Regions from separate parts of the Rattus norvegicus genome. Here region 2 is linked to region 1. A link is a contact called in public Hi-C data. All regions are on one chromosome and are shown on one strand. The core of a region is the stretch at or near the end of the contact, and the rest is flanking DNA. Distances in the headings are between cores, read along the strand shown. Region 1 holds the start of Dusp16 (dual specificity phosphatase 16). Region 2 holds the start of Cdkn1b (cyclin-dependent kinase inhibitor 1B).

What was found. A called contact is a pair of places that touch in the nucleus more often than the background predicts.
Region 2: a Hi-C map of liver shows a contact between it and region 1, with 5 times the contacts expected there. The contact joins the promoter of Cdkn1b here to the promoter of Dusp16 in region 1. A contact is called at or near these places in 2 of 12 Hi-C or Micro-C datasets (liver and mammary epithelial cells).

The regions. Positions count from the first base shown.
Region 1 is chr4:169,359,058-169,365,399 of GRCr8, forward strand. It overlaps Dusp16 (dual specificity phosphatase 16), which reads right to left and starts at 2,451. Exons shown (of 7, transcript NM_001106624.3): 1 at 2,097-2,451.
Region 2 is chr4:169,488,099-169,494,440 of GRCr8, forward strand. It overlaps Cdkn1b (cyclin-dependent kinase inhibitor 1B), which reads left to right and starts at 3,406. Exons shown (of 4, transcript NM_031762.3): 1 at 3,406-3,442; 2 at 3,779-4,292; 3 at 4,823-4,950. The coding sequence starts at 3,818. The coding sequence ends at 4,941.

The DNA of each region.
Region 1 (6,342 bases), core at 1,201-3,700:
CCACTCTACAAATAAGTTTTCAACATCTAAGAAAAAGGAGGAAGGGGAATTGGTACCAGGATCTTCCTCTTTGTCCCCTTTCTCAATTACTATAATTAAACCTTTGATCAAAAAACCAGGAACTCCCAATTTCATATTAATATTTTAATTTTGTAGGTACTCAATTACAGTCATGGAGCTGAACTAAATGACAAGAACTTGGGAACTGAACAAAGTGAGAGCTGGGGAGGGAGTGGGTATTGTGCACTTTCCTGTTCCCAACCCTGTCCATTAAAATTTACCATCTGAAACACTAAAGTAAAACCAGCACAATTTTAGGATAAGTATTCTGGTATGCTGAGATACCAGGGAGAAAAAAAAAAAAAAAAAAAAAAAAAAAGAAGTAAATATCTTTATCAACGTTTTATAATTTTAATCAACTTATTCACTACTTACTAAAATTTAAAATAAACTTATTCCTAATTTTCTCTCCATTAGGAACTCTGACAAACACAAATATTGAACTAAAAACTAATAATTCAAGCTGAAGTCCTGAATTTGTCCCATAAGATGGTAAATGTCAAGAAAAAATTAATATCAACACCCCACAAGGTCGTTAAACACCAGTAAATCCCACAGCTTTATTCTTAAAATAAAGACCAAAAAACCCTTTTGCAGTGCCTAGTCACATTTTGACTAAAATACACAAAGCCACAAATACTTCAGTTTTCAATATACTTCTCCAAGCTGCTGATCTTCACCAAATACAGAATTTTATAAATCTGAACCACAGCCGTCCCCCGAAGTGTGCTCATCAATAATATGATTCTGGAGTAGTTAAAAGGAAATTATCTCAATGGTGAAGCTCTTTGTTCCCCTTTTACCTTTAAAAGTCTTTTCTTTATGGGAGATGAAAAAGCATACGACTCTTGAGGAAGTAGTTGTCGACTGTATCAGCTCCATAGAGTGGCCAAGAGCCCCCCTCCCCAGTCTGAGAGAGAGAGAGAGAGAGAGAGAGAGAGAGAGAGAGAGAGAGAGAGAGAGAGAGAGAGAGAGAGAGGAGAGAGAAGGACACATACCTGGTCATTTCCCCAGCAGGTTCCATAGGTTTGATTCACTTGTAAGAGCAGGGTATCTACTTACAATCTTTAAAGGCAAAGTGGCACCCAGCGCACTGTGTAAATAAAAACCTCAGAGGTTTTAAAACCCTCATCTTAACTCACTTCCCCCTTGGTTCCAGGGGACGGCTCAGCCAACCCCACAGCAAATGAGATTATGCAACAGGTTTTTCCTCTCTAAGCATGGGCTGATTAGAGGTGTGCGTTCTCCAAACAGTCTGAGACCCACGGGGCTTCCGAACACCGAGGATCTTGGAAACAGACGTTTAAGGAAAGTTCTTTCCAGTTTTGCAGCGGCCATTCATTTTAAGATCTCCTTGTACTTCCCCCAAGTTTATTACCAGCTTTCTGTAGGAAAACAACCGTCGCCCGCTCTTCAAAGAGTTTGCATACACGTCCTCCTCAGGGTTTTTTTTTTTTTTCTCACGTGAAACTACACGATACTCACAGACCGTCCGTTGCTTCCCCCGTTTTAATGTCTCACATTTTACGGCTACTGTAAATAAAGTCACCGACGGACCGCTTTCCCCCAACACCGTGACGGGAGCCCCGGAATGGAAGTTGAAGTGTGGGGGTGGGTTTTCTTTTTCGGGGTTGGGGGCATGAGTTTTAAGGAAGCGGCACCGTCGCTCCCCAGGTGGCCTCGCTGCCAGCACACAAGGTGAATTTGGGATAATGGAAACAGTCAGGCCGGGGCCCCACTTGGCAGGCGTGTTGTGTAACAGTCTGGAAGTGAGCAGCTTCGCCCGCCCAGGTGCCCGCGACCCGCGGCCCGGAGCTCGCTCGCCCGCTCGCCTCCGCTCCGCTCGGCGCGGCGAGGCCCGGGCGCCCCCGCGACTCGGGCCGACCCCCCAGCGCGGCCTACACACACCCCCGTCACCGACGCCGACGCCACTCCGGCCGGCCGCGGCCCGCCGGCCCCCGGGGAGAGCGCGCGGCGGCCCGCACGAGGTGCGGACGCGCCTCCCAGCCGGCCCGCGGCCCGCCGCGAACACTTACTTGAGGGGCGGCCGGCTCCAGGCTCGCTGTGTGGGGAGCGAGCCTTGTCACCGCGTCGCCCAGCCGTCGCTAGCGCGTCCTCCTCGCCGCCGGGGCTTCTCCTCTGAGGGGTGGGCGGAGAGCTTAGCGAGAGCCCGGGCGTTTGCAACTTTTCTTCACTTTCTCTTCCACCGCCCCCCGAAAGGGGGAAAAAAATGTCGACAGGGATGAAGAAGTTGAGGTAAAGTTGGGGGGGTCCGCGCGGGAAAAGTGGAGAGGGGGAGGGTAAATGGCTGGAAGTGGGATGAGAGCCCCCCCAAACGGTGATGCCCGCAGGAGGGGACCAGGGGGGGTAGGGTGGGGGTTGGGGAGAGAGAAAGAGTCGCTGGTCAGGAAACTTCAAGCGCCGATGAGGTCATCGGTTTAAAAATAAAGAGATGGCGTCACTTGAAACCAATCCCAGTGAATGAACTCAGCGAAGCCCGTGGGGGGAAAGGAGGAGACAGGCGAGGGCAGGGCGGGGGGCGGGGGCGCCGGACGGGGCCGCGCGTCGCCCGCCCCTCGGTGCTCGTCCTCGCGAGCCGGAGGCTCCGGAGGCTCCGGGAGGTGGGCTCGGATCCTCGGGCGCCACGGGGAGGAAGAACCCGGCGCCGCGCGCAGGCAGGCCGCCGCCGTGCTGCTGCTTGCTCCGCCCGCTCGCCCGCCCGCGCGCCTGGTCGCTCCGAGTTCGCGGCCCTGGAGTCAGAGTCTGCCGCCCGCCCGCACTATACAAAAACACGGTGACTAGAGACTGCTGCGGTCACTCTGTAAGAAGGTTCCGGAATCCCAAATCCGGGGCTTTTCTCTTGAGAGGGAAGTTACAGGTACTTTAAGGAAAATTGCACCCGAGTTGTCAGACATTCACCCGTGTCTTCGACCTTGCACCCTATCCGAATGCCTCGATTTATGGCAAACATAGCCAAGGATTATTTTAAAAAATCTTTTCTGCGTGCCCTCGGAATGGCTCAGCATGTAAAGTGTCCATGCGGTGGAGAGAACCGTCTTTGAAAATTGTCCTCAGTCCACATGCCGGCCCCACCCCGCTATACACACAAATAAATAAAAATGTAATAAAACTTTAAGGGGGTTTTGGGCAGTCAAGAGCACTGACTGTTCGATTCCCAGCATCCACAGGGCAGCTTACAACCATCTGTAACTCCAGATCCAGGGGATCTGATGCCCTCTGCTGACCTCCATGGGCACCGAGCACACCTGTGGCGTGAACATACAAACATGTAGGCAAAAACACCCTTACACATAAAATAAGTATTTTCTTATCAGAAGTGCAGCATCATCTTAAGTTAAACCAGAGTTCACTTCCTCTCAAGAGATGCGAGACCTACTTGATTTAACTCCAAGTTTCTCATGGATTTGGGGGTTTTGTACTTGTTTTCTTTTTCTTTTCTCTCTCCTCTTTTCAAAGTAGCTTTGTTTTTGAGACACTACATACTTTGGAAAAAACGAGAGACCTGAGGTGGCGACAACCATTCTCAGCCACTGAATAGGACAATCGAAGCTTTATCCCAGCGCCCTTTGAGCATCTGAGCTTGAAGCTGCTTCTACTAAAAAGGCTTCACGTGGATATCACATAAGAAAGATGAGATTAATGACAGAAAAGCACTCTCCTGGTGGACTGGCCCAAGAGCCAGATTCCTGTGTAGGAAGAATTTACCCCAAAACACTGTCATTTGCAGGGTACTGAAGTAAGGATTCTGGCCCTTGAAGGCAGTATGTTGAAGGAAATAGATGTGGACACTGCCTAGGTGCCTTTTTTAAAGGTGGCAGAAGAACTGATGAGCACGTTTGGAGTGGGTTAGAAACATGATATTTCTGTTAGTACTCTCCTACCTTAAACCCTGCCACCATGGTGCATCGTTAAGGCTGGCGATCACTAATCATTTAAGGTAACCATTATGGAATATGCCTCCGGGTACTTTCAGATCACCTTTCAGAGTAAAAAAATGAGCCCTTTTGGAGGTGAGAACAGCAGAAGACGTCAGGCTGTACGTGCAGATGCAGACCCAGTTTAGATTGGGGGGGGGGGGGTGCCTTTGATCTCTTGCAAATTAGGAGGGGGAGTGTCCGGCGGCTCCCTGTCCTCTCGTGGCAGGACGTGGTACTGCAGCGTCACTGAGCTGACAACCACCTAGGAGCCTGCTTTTGGAAGTTGGGAGGGGAGTAGTCTAAAACTTCACAGGGAAAGGTGTTGGGATCTGTTGACGGAAAGAGTAGAGAGTCCTTGCAGTAGAGGTGCAGAGCATGACTCTCGATAACAACTCCATCAGCTCTGCTGTAATTGCCTCTTCCCTTATTTAGACAATTAAATTGTATTGTCTTCCCTGTGTGTGGGTCTATGAGAGACATTCTATGGGCATCTTCTCTGGATATGGTCTAACTAGGGAGGTAAGACATTGACCAAAGCTGAGTAAAGACTGCATCAGTGATTGAATGGCATACAGTAGGGTTAAAAGAGTTTAGAGGTCAGAAGGTGGAGGCAGACTAGACCACAAAATGAGAGTAAAAAAATAAAAATAAAGTTGGCATGGTGGTGCAGGCCTTTCATCTCGGCATTCAGGTAGAAAAGGCCAACAGATCTCTGTGAGTTCAAGTCCAGCCTAGTCTACACATGGGGTTCCAAGCCAGCCATGGCAACATTTTGGCACCGAGTCTTTAATCATCATCACCATAATCATCACCATAATCATCACCACCACCATCATCATCACCACCATCATCACCATCATCATCATCATCTTGAATCTAGAGAGGAAAAGATGAGAGATAAAAGAGCAGTTTGGGACGGAGGAGGTTGAGACAAGGTCTCACTATGTAGTTATAGATGTCCTGGAATTCAATATTTGGATCAGGCTGGCCTGAAACTCACAGACATCTACTTGACTCTGCCTCCCAAGAATGAGGATTAAAGGGGTGCACCACCATGCCCAGCTGTGGTTTTGTTTGCTTGCTTGCTTGCTTGCTTGCTTGCTTGCTTGCTTGTTTTTAAAGAGAAGGCATCTTAGGAACAGTTCTAACCTCCTTAGAGAATAATTAAGGTTTAGTTTGTGATTTTAAAAAACTCAGTAAAAAGACTATTTTTTTAAAGACAGGTTCCCCCTTTAAAGCCCAGGCTAGCCTGGAACTCACTGTATAGCCCAGTATCTGCTATGGTTTCAGACTCATAGCAGACCTCCTGCCTCAGCTTTCTGAGCACTGGGTTATAGGTATGAAAGGACTGTTTTACAGGGAAGATGGCAGAGATGTGGAAATTGAATGAACAGGGTGTGTTCAGGTGACAAAGGAGTAGACCCTCCCCCACTGTAAGAGACTTGGTTTTTAGCAGTTAGGTATGAAGTCAAATTAAAGATATTCAGAGGCACATAATAGAGGCACTTCATTGGTAGGATGAACACTAAACCAGTGGGGTAAAGAAAGACCATTGAGCAAATTTACCTTACTGAAGGGTATGTTTCTCCATTTCTCCTGCCTCACACGTGCATACACACACGCACGCACGCAGGCACACTGACTGATATCAAAGATATTAACCTCTTGGTTGTTGTGTTGAAGTAAGAGTCTCAACTACCAAAGACTAATGGTAAACTGAGGGTGACCTTGAACTCCTTGGCCTCCAAGTGTCTAGAATTACAGTCATGGGCAACAACAAAGAATATGGACTTTTAAGGCATAAGTTAACAGGACATGAAAAATATATACAAGATGTAAGCTCAGAATTATAAGATCCTCATGAGAAATATTTAATGAAGACCTGATTAGAGTTACAGATCATATTCAAGGTCTGGGAAAACCAAGATAGTAATATTTAAGAAGTATAGTGCTTCTCCAAATATTCTGCACTTCAGTTCTTCTCCAAATCAACCTACAAAATTAAAACAATCCCAGGCAAGATCCCAGAAAGAATTAACAACAAAATCTTAAATGAAAACAATATCCACACGTACAGGGTTAAGCTAGTGGTGGATTCCCTGAAGCCCAACAAAGAACTCTTACTCCTACTGTACCAGAAAAACAAGGGCCCCAAAACCAGATAACATAAAAGAAAACATTTTCATTCCAGTAGTGTCAGTTTACTGTTGTTCTTAGCATAAAATAGGAGCACCAAAGTATTTAGTTGGAATTAAATATGGAAAGCTGTTTTTAAAAAGTCAAGACAGGATTTGAGAGTATTAGGCCAGTGAGAGCTTCCTAAGGAGTCCCCCATCTTTTACTT
Region 2 (6,342 bases), core at 2,156-4,655, 130 kb after region 1:
CACTTTAGATTCGTAGTGAGGTCGGCTAAGCTCAGCCTTTCTGCTGGCAACCAGACTTCTTAAGGTGGAGTGGCCAGGACTGCTTTACGTGTGAGATTAACAGATCAACAAAATGGTGCTCCTACAGAATGCTGAGAGATTCTGGCTGTGCAGGGACAGAAGTGTTAAGTTTCTGCTTTCGTACCGATATTATTATGATGAATAAACAAAGTTCTTCAGTGGACTGTAATTTCTCCATTTTTACATAAGAGCTATAATTCACACAGAAAGAGACAAAGAGGAGCTCCTTGCAGCCTAGCAATTACATTTTATTTTAGTTTAACTTTTGAGACAGGGTCTTACATAGCCCAGCATGGTTGTGAACTCTCCCGTGTAGTTGAGGATGACTTTGAATTTCCTTACCTCTGCAGTGCTGGAATCTCCAGCAATTTGGACATAGATGGACACTACCGTGGACATAAGGCTCACCCCAATTTTACTGTGCCTTCTTCCCAAGTTCAGTAAATTAAGTAGGAATGTTAAATGTAGGGGGGAGGGGAACAGCTGGGAGACTGGTGAGCCAGGTTCGATGGGTAAGACCCCTGCCATACAAGCCTGGCACCCTGAGTTTAATCTGCAGAGCCCATGTAAAGGTGAAGGGGGGAAACTGACTCAACAAAATAGTCTTTTTTTTTTTCTTTTCTTTTTTTTTTCGGAGCTGGGACCGAACCCAGGGCCTTGCTCTTGCTAGGCAAGCGCTCTACCACTGAGCTAAATCCCCAACCCCTTAACAAAATAGTCTTCTGACCTGCACACACACACATGCATGCCATGACGACACATGTGCACAACATTGCAATAATAATTTTTTTCAATTAGTGTGTGCGCGCGTGCGCGTGCGTAGGTCAGAGGTCACAGTACACCTTGTGAGAAGAGTCAACTCTTGCTATCATATGGATTCTGAAAACTGACCCCAGCTTTCTGGCATTTTGGCCAGCGCCTTTACCCGCTGAGCCATCTCATAGCCCGAATCTAAAAAATCAAAACAGCAGCCTGAACACAGTGGGGTGGACCCATACATAGTCCCAGTTACTGTGTTTTGTTTTGGGGACAGAGTCTCCCGTAACACACACAATCTGACCACCAACTCAGTTATGCAGTCAAGAACGACCTTACATGATCCTCTTGCCTTGCTGAGGCAAGATGGCGCCAAGCTCAGCATCCTAGCCACTTGGGAATCGAGGAAGAACCCAGAAGTTCAAGGCCAGCCTGAACAACACAGTTCGAAACCACCTCAAACAAACCACCAGAGAAGAGGCCACTTCCCATGTTCGTCCCAACTGAACAGTGCAGAAGGCCTGGCTTTGAAGTCCACCCCAGATGCTGCCTTCTTCACTGCTCTCTGGGTACCATCCATCCTTTTGGGTCTGTATTTCATCTGCACACCTAGGTGGCAATACCAAAGGCCTGTGACAGCTGCACTAGATGACAGTGACATCGAGGGAACATCTGTGGGCAGCCCAGGCCTGGAAAGAGCCATTTTGGATCCTTGTTAGAGAGAAGGGCCTACAGATCGAAATCCATGCAAATCCAGACAAAACTGGGAACGCCGAGACCACCAGGAGGGAGAGGGGCAGAAAAATGAACCAGCCTGGGAATGAGGAGACTTGCATCTAATCCTGACTCTGCCACTAACTGGATGGAGGTCCCCAGACAGGAAACCAGAGGATCAATGTCCTCATTGCTAAAAAAGAGGCTAAACTCATCTAAGGGCTTTCTGGGCTGTTACATTTTGACTCTAGGAGGCAAGGTGTGTGTGTACGCACACACACACACACACGCACATCCTGACAGACAAGATGTGGCTAAGAAAACAAGTCAATATTCAGTTTCACTACACCATAGCATAAGAAAACTATGCTTCTATGGGACACTAAAACAGGAATTTTATTTCCAATAAGATGCATTGTGTTTAGCACAAACCAAGATTGTTTGGGAATCCTAGTGGGTAAAGCTCTTAAAAATCTCACTGAACTCTGAGTCACGACAGGCCCACCTATTTTAACTTCTATCACTGTTTTAACTTTCTACCACTGTGCTCAGCATTGACAGAGAAACGTGAAGTTGCCCAAGGAGCTAAAGAAAATACCCAAACAATATTAGTAGGTGTTGGTAATCCCTGGGTGGTAGTATTATAAATCACTTGCAAATCTAGTCTTGGACCCTTAGGAAAGCATTTTCGCCCTTCAAGAGCCTGCAGCTCTCTAAAAGTATTTGCTTGTATTTGAATATTGTTCTGAGTAGGTTGGAAGCAACAGGCTGGTGGGAGAGAAAAGGGGAGGAAGGAAGGAGCTGTTGTAGTTGGCGTCTGGACTCAGGTGGAGGAAACGGCTTCAGCTCTGGGGGAGAAGAACTGCAGAGTATAGAAACTATAGAGGCGAGTTCCCACACGCAGCCTATAGCAATGGCTTTCCCACTTGGAAAGCACTTGGTTCCCACTGTGCTTGGGAACCAAGAAAAATCAGAGCTGGCTTTTTCAAAACTTAGTGTCTGATGGCTATAAAGCAGATGAAGAGGCTTGAGAGAGCACTGAGGGTTTTGAATCTCGAGATGGGAGTGCTTGGATTCAGAAACACCCTGATAAGAGTCGTCAGTCCTGGTTCCTTTTTGAAGCCGTCTCCGGCTTGTCCTACTTAGCAGAGACTTCTGGGGTCAGGCTAAGCGGCCGATTCCCGCAACCTAGCTAAGTCACCCTGCGGGGAGTGGGGGTGGGGGGGGATCCCAGGCACCGAGCCAAGGTTTCCTGGATCTTTCGCCTACCCTCCCTCATTCCCACCTCGGCGAATGCAGGTGGGTTGAACTAGCCACTGAGGCTCCAAACAAGCAGCCAGCGACCTCGGAGCTCACTGGCCCAGGCCCTGGGTTTCGCGGGCAAAGACCTGGAGGTCGCAGTCCGGAGCGGTGGCGCGCCTGCCAGCGCAGCTCTACAGCGCCCGGACCTAGATTCCCGGGTCTCCGCCTGGCCGCCGCGCTGGCCCCTCCCCAGCTCTCCGGCCGTTTGGCTAGTTTGTTTGTCTTATTTTTAATTTCTCCGGGGCCAGCCAGAGCAGGTTTGTTGGCAGTCGTACACCTCCGAGTAGTCACGCGACCAGCCAATGTCCTGGCGGCGGTACGGGGAGGCGGCGCGCTCGGGAGCGCGGAGAGGCGGCGGCGCCGCGCCCGGGGCCACCTTAAGAGCGCGCTCGCCAGCCTGGGCGGAGCCGCTCCCGGCGCCCAGACCAATGGAGCTCCTCCTCTGTTTAAATAGACTTGCATTGTCAATCATCTTCTTCTTCGTCAGCCTCCCTTCCACCGCCATATTGGGCAACTAAAAAAGGAGGGGGGCTCGTGCTTTCGGGGTGTTTTTCCCCCCTCATCCCTTGTCCCGACTCACTCGCGGCTCCGAGACTTGCGCGGCGGCAAGGTTTGGAGAGGGGCTGCGTTCGCGGGACCCACGGGCTCGCCCCAGCCTACACTCCGACTGTTTGCCACCTCCTCCTGCCTCCTCCCCTCCCTTCCCCGCCCTCCAGTACACTTGATCACTGAAGCTTCGAGCTGCGCGGCCGGGGCGTCCCTGCGCCTCTCTCCCCAAGACCTGCGCGCTCTTGCGGCTCGGACGGTCGCTCGCCTGGCTCTACTCCACTTGGCCGTCTCTGTGTGCAGTCGCAGAACTTCGAAGTGGGGTTTGCGCTGCGGCAGGGGCGTTTCGCTTTTGTTTGGTTTTGTTGTTTATTTCATTTCATTTTTTTTTTTTTCGGAGAGAGGCGAGGCGGTGGTCCACACCCGCCCGGGGAGGAAGATGTCAAACGTGAGAGTGTCTAACGGGAGCCCGAGCCTGGAGCGGATGGACGCCAGACAAACCGAGCACCCCAAGCCTTCCGCCTGCAGAAACCTCTTCGGCCCGGTCAATCATGAAGAACTAACCCGGGACTTGGAGAAGCACTGCCGAGATATGGAAGAAGCGAGCCAGCGCAAGTGGAATTTCGACTTTCAGAATCATAAGCCCCTGGAGGGCAGATACGAGTGGCAGGAGGTGGAGAGGGGCAGCTTGCCCGAGTTCTACTACAGACCCCCGCGCCCCCCCAAGAGCGCCTGCAAGGTGCCGGCGCAGGAGAGCTTGGATGTCAGCGGGAGCCGCCAGGCGGTGCCTTCAATTGGGTCTCAGGCAAACTCTGAGGACCGGCATTTGGTGGACCAAATGCCTGACTCGTCAGACAGTCCGGCTGGGTTAGCGGAGCAGTGTCCAGGGATGAGGAAGCGACCTGCGGCAGAAGGTGATGATTCTTTGGAAAACTTAAAATGTCTGTCTGTCTCCGTAGCTCCTCTTTGCTAGACCCTGTTCGCTTGCTTTTTCCTGCGTGTTCTGCTTTAGTTCTGGGAGATCGAGCCTGTTTGATGCTTAGGTTTGAAATACCCCCAGCTGACTGCCTGGCCTGTTTATGATTTTGAAGTCAGAAGCCGGAGATAGTAAGATGTGATAACTTCCCCAGCCTAACGCGTCACAGTTCCTCCCCTCTAGCCAGCTGTAGATATGTGACAAAAGTTAGGATGTTTACCAACTGCCTCCTTCTTGGCTAGGGGGAGAAAAAGAGACGTGGGGCGTAGAATACTCCTTGTGTTAGTGGAAACAACCTCATTTTGTGTCCTTAGAGGCTACCGGGGATGACGGGTCCTGGGGTCGTGGGTGGAGGTAGTGGGTTGATCATCCCCTGACTCTTGGGCCAACTTCTGTCAGCCATTGTTCTCGATAATAAAGATGGTTTGTGTGTGTTCTTTTAAAAATTTCCCCTTGCCCCCCTCTTAGATTCTTCTTCGCAAAACAAAAGGGCCAACAGAACAGAAGAAAATGTTTCAGACGGTTCCCCGAATGCTGGCACTGTGGAGCAGACGCCCAAGAAGCCCGGCCTTCGACGCCAGACGTAAACAGCTCCGGTGGGTTAATGAGGAAGAGCACAAAACTGACACCCTAGCTGGGCTGCGCTCCCCCGGGGGGGGGGGGCTGCAGACCCCAGAACTGCTGGCAGATTACTTGCCTGCCAGGAGGAATTACTTTCCTAGGTCAAAAAATTAACACTGAGGAAGGCTGGAATCACTTGAGGGGACTGTATGCAGTATTTGTATCCCAAGATGTTTACCTTAAAATGGAACCAGAATGAGTGTCCCAAGAACTTGCCACCAAGGCCCCAAAGGATAGGGAAAGTTATATCCTTCTGAATCCCATTAAAACTTAAGCTGGAAATGACAATTTTCCTTCCCATTCTCACTTCATGAGAACCCATTTCCCAGAGGTTCGTTTTCAGCCAATAACCTATTTTGAGCCGTTTGAACCATAGAAAAATGGCAAATATATAATTACGTTTATATTCTTAAAAGAAAAACCAGGTACACGTAGTGCAGGTTTGGTTAGGAGTGTCTTGTGTTCTTCTGCTTTTGTTTTGGTTTTTGGGTTTGTTTTTTTTTTTTTTTTTTTTTTCGAAATAGGGTTTCTCTGTGTTAACAAACAGCCCTGGAGATTGCTCTGTAGACCAGGCTGGCTTTGAACTCACAGAAATCTGGCTGCCTCTGCCTCTGCCTCCTGAATGCTGGGATCAGAGGCATTTTGCCACCACCTCCCTGTACTTTTTTTTTAATTTTTTTTTTTTTTAAAGTTGTGCCTTTCCTTGTATGCTGGTAAATTTTGGAGAGTAAGAAAGGGACTTTAAAAAAAAAAAATTAGAATGGAAAGTTCAGAAGTACTAACGCTCCCACAGAATTTCTGATTTTAACCCTGAGGTTACAAAGCAGAAGTTAAATGAGCAGCCAGAGGAAGCAGTCCTCTAACACGTCAGCGCCGTATGCTAATTGTGCTGGAACAGGATGGTTTGGATGTTTATAGGGGAAATGGATGGTAGATGTTAGGACCAACTGAGAAGGTCCAGCACAAGTGTGGATTTTTCCATGTGTCAAAATCTCATCACCCCACTTGCCTAATTAGAGTAACCCAGCCCCTAAATTTACATAGATTGACTATTCATATGAGCCGACGATATATAATAATTTATAAGCTTGTTATGAACAAAGGCAGCAGTCTCTATTTCTAAAGCCCACTCGTAACCCAGCATATAAATAGATTTTAACAGTTTATTATGAACTTTCCAGGTCCTCATTTATTGAAATTTAAAAATAAGCGAAGGGATATAGAGATGGCATAGGGTTCCAATTGGTTGTGTTTAGAAGTCATAACGTCATGATATACCTTCTACAGACATAGCATTTTTTTTTTTTTTTGTTCAGAGCTGATGGAAAATGGCCATTAGAACCACCTTCCGTATAACACCCTCTATA